Linked DNA regions of Tursiops truncatus: region 1 is linked to region 2. A link is a contact called in public Hi-C data. All regions are on one chromosome and are shown on one strand. The core of a region is the stretch at or near the end of the contact, and the rest is flanking DNA. Distances in the headings are between cores, read along the strand shown.

What was found. Hi-C and Micro-C count contacts between places; a contact is called where the count stands out from the background.
Region 1: a Hi-C map of spleen shows a contact between it and region 2, with 11 times the contacts expected there. The contact joins the promoter of RPS19BP1 here to the promoter of TNRC6B in region 2. A contact is called at or near these places in 2 of 2 Hi-C or Micro-C datasets (blood and spleen).

Annotation. Positions count from the first base shown.
Region 1 is chr11:8,998,582-9,001,992 of mTurTru1.mat.Y, forward strand. It overlaps RPS19BP1 (ribosomal protein S19 binding protein 1), which reads left to right and starts at 2,062. Exons shown (of 4, transcript XM_004324093.4): 1 at 2,062-2,217; 2 at 2,379-2,507. The coding sequence starts at 2,166.
Region 2 is chr11:8,589,038-8,592,652 of mTurTru1.mat.Y, forward strand. TNRC6B (trinucleotide repeat containing adaptor 6B) reads right to left here and starts at 1,939. Exons shown (of 27, transcript XM_073788147.1): 1 at 1,344-1,939.

The DNA.
Region 1 (3,411 bases), core at 812-3,311, 410 kb after region 2:
CACTCTCGGACACCCCAGCCTGGACGGCGGCGGACCAGATCACGGTGCCGCGCCGCGCGAGAAAGCTGTCCTGCGGCGCCACCTAGTGGCCAGAGTGGCCTCTCGGCCCCTCCAGAGTTTGGCAGAGACGCTGCAAGAATCTACTGCTTCGCTGGGACATTGGAACACAAAATGTCCCTCCACCCTGGGGACCGTGTTCTGACCACCCCAGGTCGGGAGGAGAAAGAGGTACGGTGGAGTTTGGTCCTTTGCCCTCCTGAGGGGCGGACTCACTCATCCCACCTGGACATCTCTGCCTTCATCTATCTGATTCGTGCATTTATGGAGCCCTTACTGTATGCCAGGCTCTGTTCCAGGCGCTGGTGAACAAAGAAAGATCCCTGCCTTTGTAGAGTTTACAGTGGAGAATGGGTGAGGAAACAGTCAATAAACAATAAATGAGTGGGACTTCCTTTGTGGGCAGTGGTTAAGACTCCATGCTCCTCGTTCAGGGGGCCCAGGTTTGATCCCTGCTCAGGGAACTAGATCCCACATGCATACCACAACTAAGAGTTCGCATGCCACAACTAAGGAGCCCTCCTGCCACAGCTAGGACTCGGTGCAACAACAACAACAAAAAAAATTAAAAACAATAAATGAAGATAATAAAAGAAATTAAAAAACAATCTGGCTATTTCAGAAGCAGGAGAGAGCCTGTCTGACAGCATCACTGAGCTCCAGGGGCCTCACAACCCTCAGGGCAAATCCGTGGAGCCTGATGCCAATGAAACCATGCAGCCCTCCTTGCTCCTCTGGGGCCACTCCTGTCCCAAGGGACATGCCCTCACTACAGGATCCTCCTGCCTGAGATACTCCCCTCCCACATGGCCGGCTCCTCTTCTCCTCCAGAGTCCTCCTGACTCCCACCCAGCGCCCCTGCAATGCTCTCCTGGGTGGGTGGCACTGGGGAGCAGTGCATAACTGCTCAGGCCAGGCTGTCTGTCTTGATTCCCAGCTCTGACACCACCTTGTGACCTGGACAGCTTCCTTGGCCTCTCTGTGCCCCTTTCCTCATTTGTAAAATGGGGGAAGCAGTTGTTCCTGCTCCAGAGGAGGGGAGGGCAGTGGTGGTATAAGTGAGTTAACAAATGTGAAACACTTAAGACAGCACCTTGACACAATGTCTGTTATTATTAACATCTGTTTAGGTTTTTCCCTCCTGGACTAGCTGACGGAGTTAGTGAGGTTCATTCACAAAGGACCAACTGAGTCACCTCCATGTCCTACACTCTACAGTGTCATGTATACAAAAGGATCTCAGAACATGTTTGTACGGTGAATTCAGTGGTTCCCCCTCATTCACCACTGATTTATTGAGTGCCTTCTGCATGCCAAGTACTGGGCTAGGAGCTGCAGATGGAGCAGTGAACAAGACAGGTTTCCTCCCCACAGCAAGAAGAGTACTAATTTCTAAGCCAGAAGTTCTCAAACTATTTTGTCTAAGAACTCTTTACTCTTAAAAAAATTCAGGATCCCAAAGAGCTTTTGTATGTGTAACTAACAAGAGTTACCATGTTAGAAACTAAAACAGAATTTTAAAAAATACTTATTAATTCATTTAAAACAACAATAACAAGCCCGCATATTAACATAAGTGACATATTTTAATGAAAACAAAACGAAATAGTGGGAAAACACTGATATTGTTTTGCATTTTTGCAAATGTCTCTAATGGAAGATAGCTGGATTCTCATGCCGAACTAGATCTGTGCGATATGTTGCTCTGGTTGAAGTATAATACTTCCAAAAATACATTCCCCTTTTTCGTAAAAATTGAGAATACTAACACTCCGCCCCGAGCCCGGCCTCGCCCACTACGGAGACGCCTGACGCGATAGGACTGACCCACCAGGCTGGGCTAGCGGTGGACGGCTTCCGGGAGAAGGCGGGGCCTGGCTCCCAAAGGGTCGGTGGGGTTGCGATTGGACGACAAATGCGTCCTTCGGCGCGTTGGCCCCGCCTCCAGATCCCGCCCAGTGATAAACCTAACGCCTGCGTCCTAAGGAAGGTGGGCACTTCCGCCCGCCCATTGCGGAACCTTTTGTTCTAGCTCGCGTTTCCACCGAAACGACAAGGGCGGCCAAGGCGGAAGTAGTTGAGGCGTGTGGGCGGAGCTAAGCGCCGCTATGTCGGTTTCCTTGCTGCGGCGAGGTTTGGAGCTTTTGGGGGTGCCTGAGGGTGAGGAGCTTCTTCCCAGAGACGTCTAGCCTGGGCGGGAAGGCGGCAGGGGCTGGAGGCAGGAGCCCCGAGGGTGCGAACGATCCAGACCGGGCTTAGCCTCGGTGAATGGGAACCCTGAGCGCCCTCCGAACCGAGTCGGTTCCTCTCTTCCCCTACAGCCCCCAGGGACGCGCCAGGCCAAACCAAGACGAGCGAGGCTCCGATGAAGCGGACGCGGAAGGCAAAGGCGGCCCAGGCCCAGAAACTGCGGAACTCGGCCAAGGGAAAGGTGCCCAAATCGGCGCTGGGTGAGCTCGGGAAGGGGCTGGACGCGCTGCTCCCGGGGTCGGGGGGCGGTGCCGGGGAGGAAGGGGCGCTAGAGTGAGGGCTTGAAATGTTACCCAGGAGTTTCTAGAATACTTGCTGTGCGACGGGCGTAGGGCGGGACCCTGGGAACACGGAGGTGAACGAATCACATTGTCCCGCCCTGCAAGGTCTACAGCCCTAGTAGGGAGAGAAGCATCGAAGAGTTTCAAAATCAGCGTATGGTTGCTGTGATAGGGTCTATGCATTAAGACTGTGGTGCTCTGAGAGGGACTTAGAATGAAAGGCCAAATCGGGCTTCTCTGAGGAAGCAACAGTTAAGCCCAGACCCGATGGAAGTATACGAGTGAACCGGGGGAAGAGTATTCTAGAGAGAATGGCATATGCGGAGTCAGAAAGAAGTTTATTGCCTTTGAAATCTTGAAAAAAAAGAAGCCTGGTCAAAGTGACATACAGGGAACGAGGGTCAGAGACGGAGCATTAAATAAAATTAATACTCCGTGTGCCAGGTGCTGTTCTAAGCCTCGTACAAATGTTTGCTCATGTAATTGCTCCCAGCAACCCTGTGAGGTCGGCACTGTCATTACCTCCATTTTACAGAAGCAGAAACAGGCCCCTGCCCAGATAGTACAGGTAGAAACCAGGCAGATTGTCTCCAGAGCCCTGATCCCACCTACTGCTTCAAGATGCTATGGCCTGGGCGGTGGTGATGGTGCGGAGATGAGAGAATTGTGCAGGTGGAAGATGCGGTGAGGAGGGGGCATTGATGGCTTCAGTGGTGAATTGGCTGTGAGGATGGAGGCAGAGGGAGTCAGCGAGTACGGAATGTCTTGGGGGATGTGGCGCCACTTAACGAGACCTACAGACTTGAGGAGCTGGAGTGGGCAG
Region 2 (3,615 bases), core at 689-3,188:
CCGAGTGGGACACTGCACACGTGTAGAGTTGTCAATGTTCTAAAAGTTCTGCTTTTTAAAAGGCATTTACAAAACACTACCAAAAGAATAAACAAAGTTTCAAAGCCAAGATGCTTCTCCAAATCAATAGGAAACTATCATCCTACTGAAATTCCCCACAACTACGAAGGAAATAGCCTCTATTGTTAAACCTGCACAAAATGCTAAGATGTAAGATTTCTATACATCCCATTTCTGTTTGCTTAACTGCTGGCGCGGGGGGGGGGGGGCAGTAATTAATGACGTTTTACTCACTGACCATGGGGAAACATCTCTGGCCAATTTTGTTGTATAATTTTGCTTATATTGTAAGCAAATGGCCAACTTGAAATTCACCTTATCCCTCGCTTCAACCTCCAGCACAGACGCTAAAAAGTAATAAAACAGCCAAAAGATACATGAGAAAGCAAGCAGCCTGAAAAGACCCAGACTAGTTCTCGGTGCCCAAAGAACTGAGCATGTGCTGGTCCTTAAGAAGCCTGACAAGAGGCTACCTTTACTGGGTGTCTTCAGCCACTACAGTGGATTTAAGCCCACTGTGGAAACCCACTAGTTTGAAACCAAAGGGCGCAGGACCAGGGAATGCAGGAAACACTTCGGGCTGGTCGTCCGCTGATATTCCCCTCGCCCTCCTTTCCCCGAGGAGGTTGAATCGCCTCTCGAAGGTGGCCACACACGCAAGGCTCTGGGGGGAGGGGTGGGGGCGGCAGCAGGGGAACGCATTCACTCCGTCACGCAGGTCCTGCACACAGGTGGGGACCGGGAGGCTCCGAGGCCTGCCGCCTCCCTCTGCCACCGCCAGGCAGGGGCCCCGACGCGCCTCCGCGGGCCTCGGCTCTCCGCGGGGACCCCTCTCTGCCCCGAGGTCCCCCAGCGACGGGAAGCGAACTCGACTCGACCAGCCCACCCGGAAGCCCTCCCCCAGCTCACACCTGCCGGCGCGTGACGCCCGCAGTCGCGCTCGTCTGCCGGTCCCGGCCCGGCCATTCGGGGCGCCCCTTCCCCGCGAGCGGATGTCGCCCGCGTCCCTCCCAGCCCCGGGGTCAAACCCACCAGACGCCCGCCCCGCGGGGCGCGCGCCCAACGCCGCCACCCCCGCCGACCCCGCGCGCTCACGCCCCTCCGGCCCTCTCCCCGCCGCGCGCGCTCACTCGCGAGGACACGCACACGGTGCGCCTCAGCTTGACAGGCCGACCCCGCGCCGCGCGCTCCCGCGGGCGTCCTCGCCCACCCGGCCGGCCAGCTCTGACTGGGCGGTGAGCGGGGGAGGGGAAGGGCGGCGGTGGCCGTCGGTCCTCACTTACCACTGAGCCGTGCCGGCTCCGAGTGCGCGGCGTTCCGCTGTGAGGCGATGCGCCGCGATGCGCGCGGTCCCCGCTTCTCTGCAGGCTATGGAGGCGACGTAGTAGAGGGACTGAGGGGCTCGGGGGGGGTCACTCCCTCCCGCTTCACCTCCGAGAAACACGGGGACCCCAGAAACTAAAAACAAAATAAACAAACTTTCCCCTCCGCCTCCCTCCCCCAAAACCACAACACAAACACTCGGGGGCCCGCCCAGAGCCCCACTCCATTGGCCGCAGGGAGGATGCTGCCGGCCCTCACTGGCTGGCTTTTGTGCCCGTCAAGCTGCCGTTCCGCCCCTCCAATTTCTCCCAGCTGCCGTCGCCCCTCATTGGTCAAACGCGTTCCGTTTGACGAGCTACGATTGGCTGAGCTGTCTGCGCCAATCATTCGGGGACACACCCCCTCAGCATCCCAGAGACCTTTTCCTCGGTCGCGGACTCGGAGAGGCGAAGGGGAAACTAGAGCATGATGGCGGCCGAGCTCACTTGGCGCAACCATCGTCTTTTTCCTTTTATTAGCTCATTAGTGCCTCGCCCTCGCGCTGTTTCCCCTAAGCTCCTCTCTCCGTCCAGTACTGCCTAATAACGGAATCTATACGTCCCGGCTCCTTGATTTATCCCCGCCGAAGTGCTGAGTGTGGGCTCGTTGTGAATCATTGGACTGTCAGCGTGTCACTCCCTAGTCAAATCTTCAAACTATTGGTGGAACAGCAAGCAAGTCCGTCCAACAACAAGGGCTAATGCCATTGGTTTGTCTCCACTGAGTTCTTTCCTGGTACCTTATTGGGCAAATAGGCGCGTCGGTCAGATCTGGATTCGCTGTGCTGTGGTTAATTGTTTGCTAGGGAGTTTGAATGACTCCCATCATTTGGCCTGTGGTTGACGATAGTAACGATTACCATTTATTGCATGTCCGCTTTGTGCCAACCATGCAGAGTTCTTTACAAGGACTATCGGTTGAACCTGTGAGTTTTACGTTCTCTAAATTTTACAGTTAGGAAACTGAGGCTCCAGAGAGGTTAGGAAATTTGCCCAAGGTCACCTAGATAGGATGTAGTTGGTAGGCAAGCATTTGGTCCCAGGTCTGTCTGACTCCAGAGCTTTCGCTCTTTTCACTGTACTTTAGTGCCTTTCCCTTAGCCTAGAATCGTACCCAATCAGCTAACCCAACATCTTCAAAAGCTTTCAATCAGAACCTAAATTCCTCAGTTTCTGGAGGTGACATTGCTGGGGACTAAAGCTATGGAATAGGCTGTCATTGCCTCCACTGCATCCTCTTCTCCAGCACCCATTCCTCCCCACCCTGAATTAAACAGTCTTGGTGATTCCTGACCAGAAGCCTATCTACCTTTATGTTCATTTTCTAGGCTTTATAAATAAATGGACACTTCTACCAGCCTTCTGTTTCAAGCCTACTTTCCTGACCCACACCCATCCATCTCCAGCTCACTCTCTTTTGAGAGAGTCCTCAAGAGGCAGAAACAAGAAGAGAATCTAAAGAGAGAAAAAGAATAAATCGGTTTAGAAATAAATAATTTACTGTATGCAAACGGAACAGCCCTTCGGCTCCTGGATAGCTTCCAGAGTAGCCCCTGATGCTGCGCAAGACAAGTGCTCCTGGCTTGTGGCCATTGGATTCTTTGTGGCCGCTTTCAGCAAAGTGAATCCAACATTCCAGCCGGGGGAGGGCAGAATGCTTAGGACCCACTGCCAGAGAGCCGGCCCCAGGCTCTGGGACTGAAATGATCTCCAGGAGCACAGTGCTGGACTATAGCCTGCATTCCGTCTCGGGTAATTAACATTTTACCATCCCAAATCCCCACCCCCTGTAGCTTCAGTGGGATCACTGCCCTTGTTTCCTCTCCTGATCCAAGCTGTTGTGTAACTGCATTGGCACTGCTTTAATAATAAAACAACCACTGTAACACAGTAATAGTGCTCAACACTTATAGCCTTTCAGCAGAGGAAGATAAGTGTTTCACAAACATCAATTAAGATTAAATGGCAGGTATTCCTAGGGCAACTGCCAGCAGAAGGACAGAAGAAAATTCATGAGTCAAATTCTAAGAAAGGTCCTAAGAACCTGAATCCTTATAACTACATACCCCATACTAGCATTCCAATATGGGGATTCTGAACCAGAAAACAAAAAGAATGAGAAATGGTCAGTGTCCCAAAACTTCCTTATTTTCATAGTTGGTTGTTTGTAACTCTATTTTTAACCCTTAAACTA